2 separate regions of the Ovis aries genome follow, and region 2 is linked to region 1. A link is a contact called in public Hi-C data. All regions are on one chromosome and are shown on one strand. Each heading gives the region's core, a stretch centred on a gene start, on an enhancer-like site or on the middle of the called end of the contact. The rest is flanking DNA. Distances are from core to core; before and after follow the strand shown.

Evidence for each region. A called contact is a pair of places that touch in the nucleus more often than the background predicts.
Region 2: a Hi-C map of retroperitoneal adipose tissue shows a contact between it and region 1, with 3 times the contacts expected there. The contact joins the promoter of MACROD1 here to the promoter of OTUB1 in region 1. A contact is called at or near these places in 13 of 16 Hi-C or Micro-C datasets (blood, hypothalamus, liver and 7 more).

What each region holds. Positions count from the first base shown.
Region 1 is chr21:38,764,917-38,770,468 of ARS-UI_Ramb_v3.0, forward strand. OTUB1 (OTU deubiquitinase, ubiquitin aldehyde binding 1) reads left to right here and starts at 3,522. Exons shown (of 7, transcript XM_027959286.2): 1 at 3,522-3,600. The coding sequence starts at 3,543.
Region 2 is chr21:38,929,274-38,934,825 of ARS-UI_Ramb_v3.0, forward strand. MACROD1 (mono-ADP ribosylhydrolase 1) reads right to left here and starts at 2,458. Exons shown (of 9, transcript XM_060404077.1): 1 at 2,043-2,458. The coding sequence starts at 2,340. It overlaps LOC105604106 (a long non-coding RNA gene), which reads left to right and starts at 2,589. Exons shown (of 2, transcript XR_006057543.2): 1 at 2,589-3,002.

The DNA.
Region 1 (5,552 bases), core at 2,272-4,771:
ATCAGACATGCAGAAGTGGGAGATTAACCCGTAGGCTGAGTGTAGTCACACGGGTCCTTCAGGTGGACAGGCAGAGATGCCCCTGCGGACTCTGCCTGCCTTGGGGCTTTGAAGATGGAGAAGGTGGGCTGTGTTCCAAGGAACGCAGTGGCCTCTAGAAGCTGGGAAGAGTTCTCAGTTTACAGCCAGCAGGGACACAGGACCTCAGACCCAGAGCTGCAAGGCACTGAATCCTAACAGCCTGCGCGAGTGGGAAGCAGACTCTCCCTCAGATCCCTGGATGGGAACAGAGCCTACAGATAACCTTGATTTCAGTGTGATGAAACCCTCACCAGACCTCTGACCTCTCACACTGCAGAACTAATCATTTGCGTTGTTCTAAACCACTAACTGGTGACTAGTTAACAACCGCAGTAAGGAGCTGTGAGTCCTGGTCCTGGGCGGCTGGATCCTCTGCAGACTTGAGGACAATCTCAGTGTGAGACATCTGCGGGAGACAGGCGTCCAAACAAGCACGGGTGGTACGAGTCTGATGGGTGGTGCGAGTCCGGGTGGGGGTGGGGGCTCTCTCTACGCAGCCTCTGCCTCTGCTCACTTTCTGCCTTAGGTGGTGTGAACCCTGCAGACAGGTAACAACTTACCCAGCAGCCCCTGCTCAGCCTCATCAGCCTGGCTGCGCCATCAAAGCCTCGCTAGACCATAATTTTGGAGCTGGCTGCCTGTGCACGGCTGTACATTCCCGCAGTGGCATCTCCAGAGGTCCATTTCCAGGCTGGGCATGCCCCTACTCTTCCCACCCGGGCAGCTGCCTAACTCCTAAGCCTGTCTTGGAAAGGATCGCCAGGGCCTCGTTTCCCGCCCACCTTTAGGCTTTCTCCTGCCCAAGATGCCTCTGTGAGGATTGCGGCCTGTGCCACGTCCTGTTGCCTGGCCACCTTCCCTGAGAAGCTGGGCGGGCCTGGAAGCCATGTGGCTCTCTAGGGCCTCTGTACTGTCCTAAAACTCTTCGTCTCTGGCTGAGGTCACAGAGTCCTGGGTTCTGCATGGGGTCTCTAAAGAGGCATCTGTGCCAGGTCGGGTCTGTGGAACATGAAGTCCTAGGCTCCTGCCCATCACCTTTGTGACTTTCCAACAGCAGCCTGACCCCAAGCAGCAGTGCTGCCTGTTCCGTGATAGGCCTCGGAAAGCGGGACCAGCAGTGTGTGGCCATTCATTTCTGGGTTTGCAGATTGAAAGGCAGAAGTGGACATCTGGAGCTGGTGATTCCTGGCAAATATGCTATTGGGTTTTAGGTTCTTCAGGATGGAGAACCAAAACTCGAAAATGGTAAAAAAAAGTATCAAGAAAGATGGAATGAGGGTAAGAGAATAGTTAGTTATCACCAAATTGACATGGAAAAGAGCAGGGCAAAAGTTGACCATCCTGACACTGGATTAAGAGCCAAAGCTTCCCCCGGCCTGACAAGAGGGGGAGGGTGGGCAGCAGGCGGGAGAGCCCCTCAGCTACACACCCTGCATCCACTGAGGGTGGAGATCCGTTCTTTCAGCCCCAGACCCTTGTGTTGAGGGAGGCATTTACTTGGCGTTGGCAGCATGGCCGCAGTCCAGCACTGGACCACAGACGGATTCCTTCTCGCCCTCCAGAGCAACTGTATTCTCTGTCCCCACACCAATCCCGATCCAGCTCCCCTTTGCGTGCTCCCCACCCGCCAGACTCCCTAGTCAAAGTAAGGAGGTAAAGGTGGAGTTGTCTTACAGCTATTCTCAGGATTTTGTAAAGCCAAAATAGAAATCACGCTTTTGTCACCGACTGCTCCTCGTTTGGTAATACCAGTGCTACTGACTGAGGGCTTCCCAGGTTGCTCAGCAGCAAAGAGTCCACCTGCCAAGGAAGAAGATGCAGGAGACCCGCGTTTGATCCCTGAGCCGGGAAGATCCCCTGGAGGAGAAAATGGCAACCCACTCCGGTATCCTAGCCTGAAGAATCCCATGGACAGAGGAGCCCAGCGAGATACAGTCCACAGGGTTGTAAAGTCGGCCACGCCTGAACACGGCATGCACAAGCTACTAACTGAAGCTCCAACTGGCAGTTCCAGGTTGCACTGGCAAAACTGGGAAAAGGAATGAACAGCGTGTGTACTCTGGGTGTGTGTTGCGCTAAGTGGCTTTAGTCATGCCTGACTCTGTGACTCTGGGCGATAGACAGCCTGCCAGGCTTCTCTTTCCCACTAGTGTCGCCCGAGAAGCCCAGTGTGGTAGGAGTGGGATCCAAATGGGTAGCCCCTTTGCTTCCTTGAATTTCGAAGCAAACACAAGGATTGGTGGTGACCTAGGAAATAGTAATTTGCCATGTTGCTGGGGCAAAGACTTGGCATGTGTAGCGTTGCTGTGAGAGCGCCACTGTGGGCAGTGTGGTGAGCCCAGGCACCAACCGTCCCTACTCCAGAACTGGATGTAGCTCATGAAGATATTCATCCTATTCTGCACCTGTATTATCATGAACGGAGGGATCTGATTGGGGCTCAGACACGGCCTCCTCAAGTGCTAAGAGACCACTGTCATATCATGGAAAAGGCCCTCCATAGAGAAAGGCAAAGGAACAGTACCCCTGAAGGTGACTTCTCTAAATAACTGCATCTTCAGCATCCAAGGCCTTGACACTTTTTAAGTTTTATTTTTAGATAATTCACAGGTGATTTTAACAGAGTACACAGAAAGATCCTGGGTATCCTTTACCCACTTTCCCCCACTGGTAACATCTTGCGTTTGAAGCTACAGTACAGCATATTCCAGGATCTCCATATATATTCAAGATAAAGAGCACTTCTGTCTCCACAAGGATACTTCTGTTTCATTTTTATAACCACATCCACTTCCCTCCTTACTCCGACTCAACCCTTGGGAACCACGAATCTGTTTTTCATTGTTGTCAACTTCTATCTTAAAAAAAAAAAAAATCCTGATTTTCTCATAACCACAAGGGCAGGTAGTCCAAAGTAAGGTCGACCCCGAGGGACGTGGTCTCTCGGTCAGAAGCAGGACACCAAAGCCCGCTCGGAACCGAGACTCGGTGGAGGGGGGCGGTGAATTCCCAGAGCTCGGATATTAGCAGAATTCCCGGTCTCCTCGGCCAAGTGATCCTCATTGCATTCGCCTGTCTTGAGTTCTGGAGCCCGCAGCGGGAATTGCCTTCCGTGATTTGAATTTCATTTTCCTGCTTATCTCAATAATACAATCCGCGTTTCAAACTCTAGTGAAAAGAAAACTCAAGTGGCCCCAGGAAGCTCTTATCACCACCTGGCACATTGGGAGCCTGGAAAGATGGAACCGAGCAAGTGTGCGGGAGGAGGGCGGGCGGGGATTGCCCTCACTTCCCCGGCTTCCGCCGCCGCCGAACGAGACTGCGAGCCCCTCGGGTGACTACGCCCGAGGGGATCCCGTTGCTAGGGGCGTTACCAAGGAGGGGCCTCGAGGAGGGGCTGTCTTCCGGGGGGAGGCCGACTAGTAACCCGGAAGCGGTCGGCAGTGCGGCGCTGTTTAAAGATGGCGGCGGAGGAACCTCAGCAGCAGAAGCAGGAGCCGCTTGGCAGCGACTCCGAAGGTACCGACCAGGGGAGAGCCGCCCGGCCTGGGCTAGCGGGGGCGATGCCGGATGGCCGGTTCCCGAGGAAACCAGGGCTGGGGCGGCTGGCGGCGAAGCGAGCGGAGGGCCCCTTCCCCCGCGTCCGCCGCCTCCCCTCCCCCTCACAATGGAAGGAGCCGCCGCCGCGACCCCTGGCCGGCCGGGCGGCGGGAGAGAAAGCGGGCCGGCCTCCGGCCCGCGACTCTTCCCTGTCGCGCGCTCCTGGGGCGGGGCCTAGGCCGCTCCGCCCCTCCACCCCCCGCCCAGCCCCCTCCCCGCTGGGCGTCCGGCTCCCGGGTCCCGGCTCTCCCGCCCCGGACCTGGCAGTCAGGCCCGGGCCTAGTCCGGCCCCGTCTAGTCCGCCTCCTCCAGAGCGGCCCGAGCCCGGGAGGGCGTCGAATTACGCCGGGCTGCGGAGCACAAAGGACTGGGCGGGCCGCTGGGGATGCTGCGGGCCGCCCGGGGTTGTGAGCGGCCGTAGGTGTGTGCCCAGGAGGGCAGCGCCCTTCGTTTCCGGTAGAGTCCCCTCTCCTAGCCTCGCAGCCCCTTGCTTCCTGTCTCGGCATAGTTTCCTTAGACCCCTGAAGAGTTGGACCTCTCAAAACGGTCCCACCCTCTTCTTTTCACCCCTGAGTTAGACACTGGGGACTGAGGAGGTCACTAGGGTTGGGAGGGATGGCCCAGTTGCAGTGCAGTGTCGGGGGTGGGTGGAAGCCCAGCTGAGGCCCCGGCCTGCTCAAGATCAAAAGGATTGGCCTTAAAAGTCATTTAGCACACAGCTCCCTCTCTAACCGCACACTGAAAAACAGCTTTTGGGGACCTAGACCCTCCCCCCAATCCCCGAAGGGACTGGTTTAGGATCGTGTAAGTTAAGAAAGAACCAGAGCCAGGATTCAGGTCTCCTGGCTCCTCACCAGTGGCTGCTTGGCATGGGGCCCACAGGGTGGACCCGCCCAACTCAGTGATGAGTATTGAACTACACCTCTTAAGGTACCATCTCCTCAGGGCATCACAGTGAAGGGAGGAAGGTGGTGCTATCTGTCTCTATTCACAGCTGATGATGAGCCTCTGCAGTGAGGTGCCAGGGGAGTTATTGTGGCAAAGAGCCCAGGCTTTGCAATTAGACAAACCTGGGATTGACCACAGGTCTTCCTCGTCGCGACTTCGGGCAGGTGATTTCACCTGTCTGCGTTTTTGTTCTTTGTAAAATGGGCACCACTACGAATACCCAGGATGGCAGGTGGAGGAATGGTGTGACTGAGGAAAGCAAAGCGCTCATCTAGCCGAAGATGGTCTGCTTCCTCATCTGTCTTTCCTCAATAGACCTGGCTCAGGGGCCTTCCGGGCTGCTCGGAAGTGATGTTAGAGAGCAGGGGGAGAGGGCTTGTTCGAGCTGGAAGAGTGTACCCTGGGGGGCGATCACCTTGGCCTGCTTACTTTATTTTCCACCATTTATTTATACTTATTTGGCTGTGCCAGGTCTCAGTTATGGCATGTGGGATCTAGTTCCCAGACCAAGGATCAAACTCAGTGTAAGATCGGACCCCGGGGGGCCATGATGGGCCGCCCCTTCCCTCCCCCGTCGGCGGGGGAAGTCCCTAAGGAAGGGGCCTCCCAGATCCCGGGGACCAGTGACAGCACAGTTTGCCAGCTAAAGCTGCCCCACCTCCGCCACGTAGAAGGACGTATCAGCCCGTGACGCCTCGGCCCGGCAACCTATCCAAACCCCCATCCACTAACCTGGCCATCCCTCGCAGCGTGCATATATAAACAAACTTCTAACACGTTCTGGGCGGGTCCGGGAACCCCGCCCGGGAGCGCTTCGCCATTAAAGCCTGTTAGACACTCTTTTGGTGTCCTGGTCGTCTTTTACCTAACACCCAGGCCCCCTTGCATTGGGAGCTCGGAGCCTTAGCCACTGGACCTCCAGG
Region 2 (5,552 bases), core at 1,208-3,707, 160 kb after region 1:
GCCACTTCACAGGAGCCAGCCACCTGGGAAGGGCCCTCTCTATCTCTAACCAAATCCCCGCCTCCTGAGAAACTCTGAGCCTGGCCACCCCGCTAAGCTACTCCCAGCTTCCAGACCTTCAGGGACTGAGAGATAATAGAAACGTTTGCTGTTTCAAGCCACTAAGTGTCCTGGTAGTCTGTTACTAAGCTGCAATAGATAACTAAAACACGGATCTTTCTGTATCACCCCCACAAACTACCACCTAATGGCTACTGGTGGGGTGGGCTTCCACCTAGGTCTGGGGTTCCTGGGGCAAGCCCAGCCTCCCCACACTGCCCCTGCCTGGACAAACTCAGGAGCTCAGGCAGCCCTGCCCGTCTCGGCTTCTTGAAGCACCGACCTTTACCAGGCGTTGTCTCATTGCCCTAACACATCCCCCTGCTTCTTCACCTAAGCTCTGTGAGGGGAGGGTCCCCACCTGTCTCCCCAGCATAGCAGTGCTGGCCACACGGAAGGCGCTGGATAAAAACGGACCAAATGAATGGAAATCCCAGATCCTAGCAGACAGACACCACAGCAGCCTGGGAATTCCTGGCCCATTAGCTTCAAGAGGTCTGGAAGTTTTCAGCGCCGGCAAGGAGTGTGAGGGGCGGAGAGCTGGGTCCTACAGAAAGCAGCAGACCCAGGAACAGGTGTCTGGGCCTCCAGCCTTCCAAGCTCTCCTTCCCACCACCCTGAGATGCTGTTCTCTGACGAAGAAGGGAAATCAGGGCTCCCTGTGGGGACAGTCCCCGTGCCAGGGAGCCACTCCCCACCCTGACCCTGGATGTTCTGGGGCCAGGGCTTGAAGGGGTGACAAGCATTCCTTTTGCCCCGGGAGCAAAGTCAAGTGCTTCCGGCTGGTGCTTTAAGATCCCAGCGAAGGCATCACAACTCAACGACAAGAGTAGTTCATCTCGAACTCTACCTCCAATCCCAGAGGACGCCTCCTCTAACCCTCAACCGCGGCCCGCCCCAGGCCTGCCTCCCCAGCCCCATTGGCTGAACCCTCGCCACCGCAAGTCCCAGCCAATGAGCTGCCGTCCCTGCCCTTTTGAAAGGCGATCCAGCCGGGAATGGTCACAAGAGGCCAAGGAGCATGCCCTGAAGGGCAGGGGCAGCTGGACTGGCAGCCGGGGCTATTTCAGGCTCTGCAGGTCAGGTTGCCTGACTTCCCTCCTCTGTTCTGGCCCAGAGGCCAGCCCTGGGACTCATGCCCACCAGGACTCATGGCCCGCGCCGCCCCCCTCCCCGACCCCCCCGCGGCCCCAGCCGGAGGAAATGGCTTGATTCCTGGGTGTGGGGAGCAGGGGTGTCACTGTTCTCAGAGACACAACCTCCCCTCTCGGCCCTGCCCCGCCCCCCTCCTCCGCCCTGTGTCCCCCAGGAATGAGGCAGAGAGCTCACAAGTGTCCAGAGGCCAACGAGAAGGGCTAAAGGGCAACAGACCACGTGCCCAGAGAGGAAGGCCCCGGGGGGTATGGGGGGAGGTGTGACCGGCCTGCCCAGGGAGGCCCGTTCCTTGTGGCTATCTGATTCCACCAGGTGGGATGCCAGCCCCATAGCCCATTCCCTGCCACTCTAAAATGTCACCACTTGAGAAACCCCAGTATTGCGAAGCCGGGGGAGTTGAGAGCCTACTGTGAGATCTGAAGCAAATTCCAAGTGACCTTGGGCTACTCGGCGCAGGCGCCGGGCCTCAGTTTCCCTCATGCACAACAGATTTAGGTGCGAGGTCCCGGGTGCTCTCTGGGGGAGCCCCGCGACCCCTTTCAGTGGGGTGAGGCCACCCTCCTCACACTGCCTCCGACTGGGCCCTGGACCTGGTCCGGGGGAAGTAGTTTCCGGGGCTGGGCACATGTGGGGCGTGGCTGTTAATGGGGGGGGGGCGTCCATACCAGGCAAATGGGACCTTAACTTCCCCAGTTTTCTGGGGTGGACGAGGCGGCTAGCGGGGTGCTGTCCAGCCGGAGAGTGCCCACGAAGGGCCGCCCTCGCGCCCCCCTCCTGCTCACACTTACATTTTGCCTCCTTCCAGTCGGTGGAGGTGCTCAGGTCCACCTTCGCCGCCATGGCCAGGGGGGCCCAGGCGCGCACCCCGGCTCTCCGCCCCACCGCCGCCGCCCCCCAAGCCCCAACTCCCGCTGAGGTCCGCGCGCACGGGTGGTGCGCGCTCAGGGACGCCAGGGGACCGCACGCACTACTGCGGGTCCTCGTGGCACCCGGCGAGGGGCCGGGCCAGGGGCGCGGGGCGCCGAGCAGCTGCCCCGCCGCGCGCAGCTGTGCCAGGAGGCGGGACGCTCGGCTCTGCAGAAACATGAGCAGGCGGCGCGGGGCGGCTCCCCGCCCACTTCGACTCTCTTTACCGTGCTCAGGGAGTCTCTCCCTTATTTACTTGGGGACCAGGTGGCGCGTGCCAGCCCGAGGCGACCTGCTTGGGAGCCAGCGGGCCGCGCGGCCAGAAAACCCAGGCGCGCCGCTGGGCACCCTGGAACTTGTAGTCCCGGCCTCAGACAGGCCCCCGCACTCGTAAACACACGTGCGCGCCCCGCCCAGCCAGCCGAGTCGCACAGCCCTGGAGCCCGGCTCTCGGACGGTGGCGCTCCTGCCGTGCGCTTCCCGTCGGGGCTGGAAGTTGGCAACTTCCAACTTCCTGGTGGGAGACGCCCCTGGCCTCCGACCCTGTCTCCGTCTCCGCCCCTCCAGACGAGTGCACAGAGGAGAGTGTAACTCCTCACCGGTCACCCGGGCCCCACCCTACCCGCAGTCCCTGGGAGCCGCGCGTCCCCGCCGGCCGGGGCAGATGAGGCGAACGGGTAGGGCCGGTTGGGCGACTATTACCCAGGCCGCTGAGCCTCTGCCTCTTAGCCCCAGGGGCGGGCGGGGCCGCGACTGGAACCGAATCTAGAGTAACTCGGGAGGCAAGGATAGAAGTCCTGGAATTTGAAGACAGAAAATGAGAATTCCAAGCGGCGTTCTCGGTGTAAGAATTGGGGTGGTGTTTTTCTTTATATTTTTCCTATATTTTTTTACAAGGATTCTAAGGATGGAGTTGTTTTTTTAACATAAACATGTTAATATCTTTCTATAACATTTTATTATGTTATAAATATGATAGTTTTGGGGGAGGGGCGGGGTTTGGCTTGTTTTTGACCGGGGCTTGCAGGATCTTAGTTCCCAGACCAGGGATTGAATTCTGGGTTCACGGTAGTGAAAGCGCAGAGCCCTAACCACTGGACTTCCAGTTCAGTTCAGTTGCTCAGTCGTGTCCAACTCTTTGCCACCCCATGGACTGCAGCACACCAGGCTTCCCTGTCCTTCACCAACTCCTGGAAGCTTGCTCAAACTCATGTCTATCTAGTTGGTGATGCCATCCAACCATCTCATCCTCTGTCAGTCCCTTCTCCTGCCTTCAACCTTTCCAGACATCAGGGTCTTTTCCAGTGAGTCAGTTCTTCGCATCAAGTGGCCAAAGGATTGCACCTTCAGCTTCAGCATCAGTCCTTCCAATGAGTATTTAGTCCATCCTTTAGGATGGACTAGTTGAATCTCCTTGCAGTCCAAGGGACTCTCAAGAGTCTTCTCCAACACCACAGTTCAAAAGCATCAATTCTTAGGCACTCAGCTTTCTTTATAGTCCAACTCACACGTCCATATGTGACTACTGGAAAAACCATAGCTTTGAAGACGGATGTTTGTCGGCAAGGCAATGTCTCTGCTTTTTAATATGCTGTCTAGGTTTATCATAGCTTTTCCTCCAAGGAGCAAGCGTCTTTTAATTTCATGGCTGTAGTCACTATCTGCAGTGATTTTGGAGCCCAAGAAAATAAAGTCTGTCACTGTTTCCATTGTTTCCCCATCTATGTGCCTTGAAGTGATGGACTTCCATCAAGGCTGTGTATTGTCATCCTGCTTATTTAACTTATATGCAGAGTATTTCATGTGAAATGCTGGGCGGATGAAGCACAAGCTGGAATCAAGATTGCCAAGAGATATATCAATAACCTCACATACACAGATGACACCACCCTTATGGCAGAAAGCGAAAAAGAATTAAAGAGCCTCTTGATGAAAGTGAAAGAGGAGAATGAAAAAGTTGGCTTAAAATTCAACATTCAGAAAATGAAGATCATGGCATCTTGTCCCATCATTTCATGGCACATAGATGGGAAAACAATGGAAATAGTGACAAACTTTATTTTCTTGGGCTCCAAAATCACTGCAGATCGTGACTGCAACCATGAAATTAACAGGCACTTGCTCCTTGGAAGAAAAGCTATGACAAACCTAGACAGCATATTAAAAAGCAGAGACATTGCCTTGCTGACAAATGTCCGTCTTGTCAAAGCTATGGTTTTTCCAGTAGTCACATTTGGACGTGTGAGTTGGACTATAAAGAAAGCTGAGTGCCTAAGCATTGATGCTTTTGAACTGTGGTGTTGGAGAAGACTCTTGAGAGTCCCTTGGACTGCAAGGAGATTCAACTAGTCCATCCTAAAGGATGGACTAAATACTCATTAGAAGGACTGATGCTGAAGCTGAAGGTGCAATCCTTTGGCCACTTGATGCGAAGAACTGACTCACTGGAAAAGACCCTGATGTCTGGAAAGGTTGAAGGCAGGAGGAGAAGGGGATGACAGAGGATGAGATGGTTGGATGGCATCACCGACTGGATAGATGTTGAGTTTGAGCAAACTCCGGGGATTGGTGATGGACAGGGAAGCCTGGTGTGCTGCAATCTATGGGGTCGTAGAGTCAGACACAACTCAGTGACTGAACTGAACTGAACTGATGGACTTCCAGGGAACTTCCCATAGTGGGTATTTTTATAACCTCAAACAAAGAGCCAGGGTTTCTAGGAAGGTTTCAGTACCAACTTTGCTCTTTCTTACTGGGCTACACTGGCCCCCTGTGACTTGCTTCGTGAACCGTAAATTAAGAAGTCAGTGCTCAGGTCTGACTGCTTACAAACCCGCCCTGTGTTCCAGGCCTCTCTGGCGCTGAGTGTGGTAATAACTCTTCACAGGGCTGTGAGGAGCAGCACCAAACCCTCCTGCAGATGCAGTTGGCACCACTGCGGTGCCCGAGCGGATCAAAGGGAGACCTGCGGGCAGAGAGTAAATCAGAAGCCAGGGGACCCGAAGGAAGGGCCGAGGGCCCCCAACACTCCAGGACCACCAACAAGGCCTGCACCTTTCCCAAAAATGTTCAGCAAGATGAGTTCAGGATGCAGGTGTCAGGCCTGAGGTCACCTCACCACTTGCTGCTTCTCCAATAACTCAGTAGTGCCAGACGGGCCTTGCCAACAGCCTCCAGGATGGCAGCGACTCACAGGGGACTAGGTCTTAGCTGGCGCTGAGTTAAGCCCTCTACGCCCTTTAATCTACTTCTGTAAACTCAGTAAGTGCTGCCACGCGCTGCCCCAGGGTTAGATGAGAAGCCTGGACTGGCCCAAGGTCAACAAGGTGTGTGGGGGTCAGAGGCCAGGCTTGAGTCAAGGTTGTTCAGTTCCCATCTGTGGTCCGGAAAGT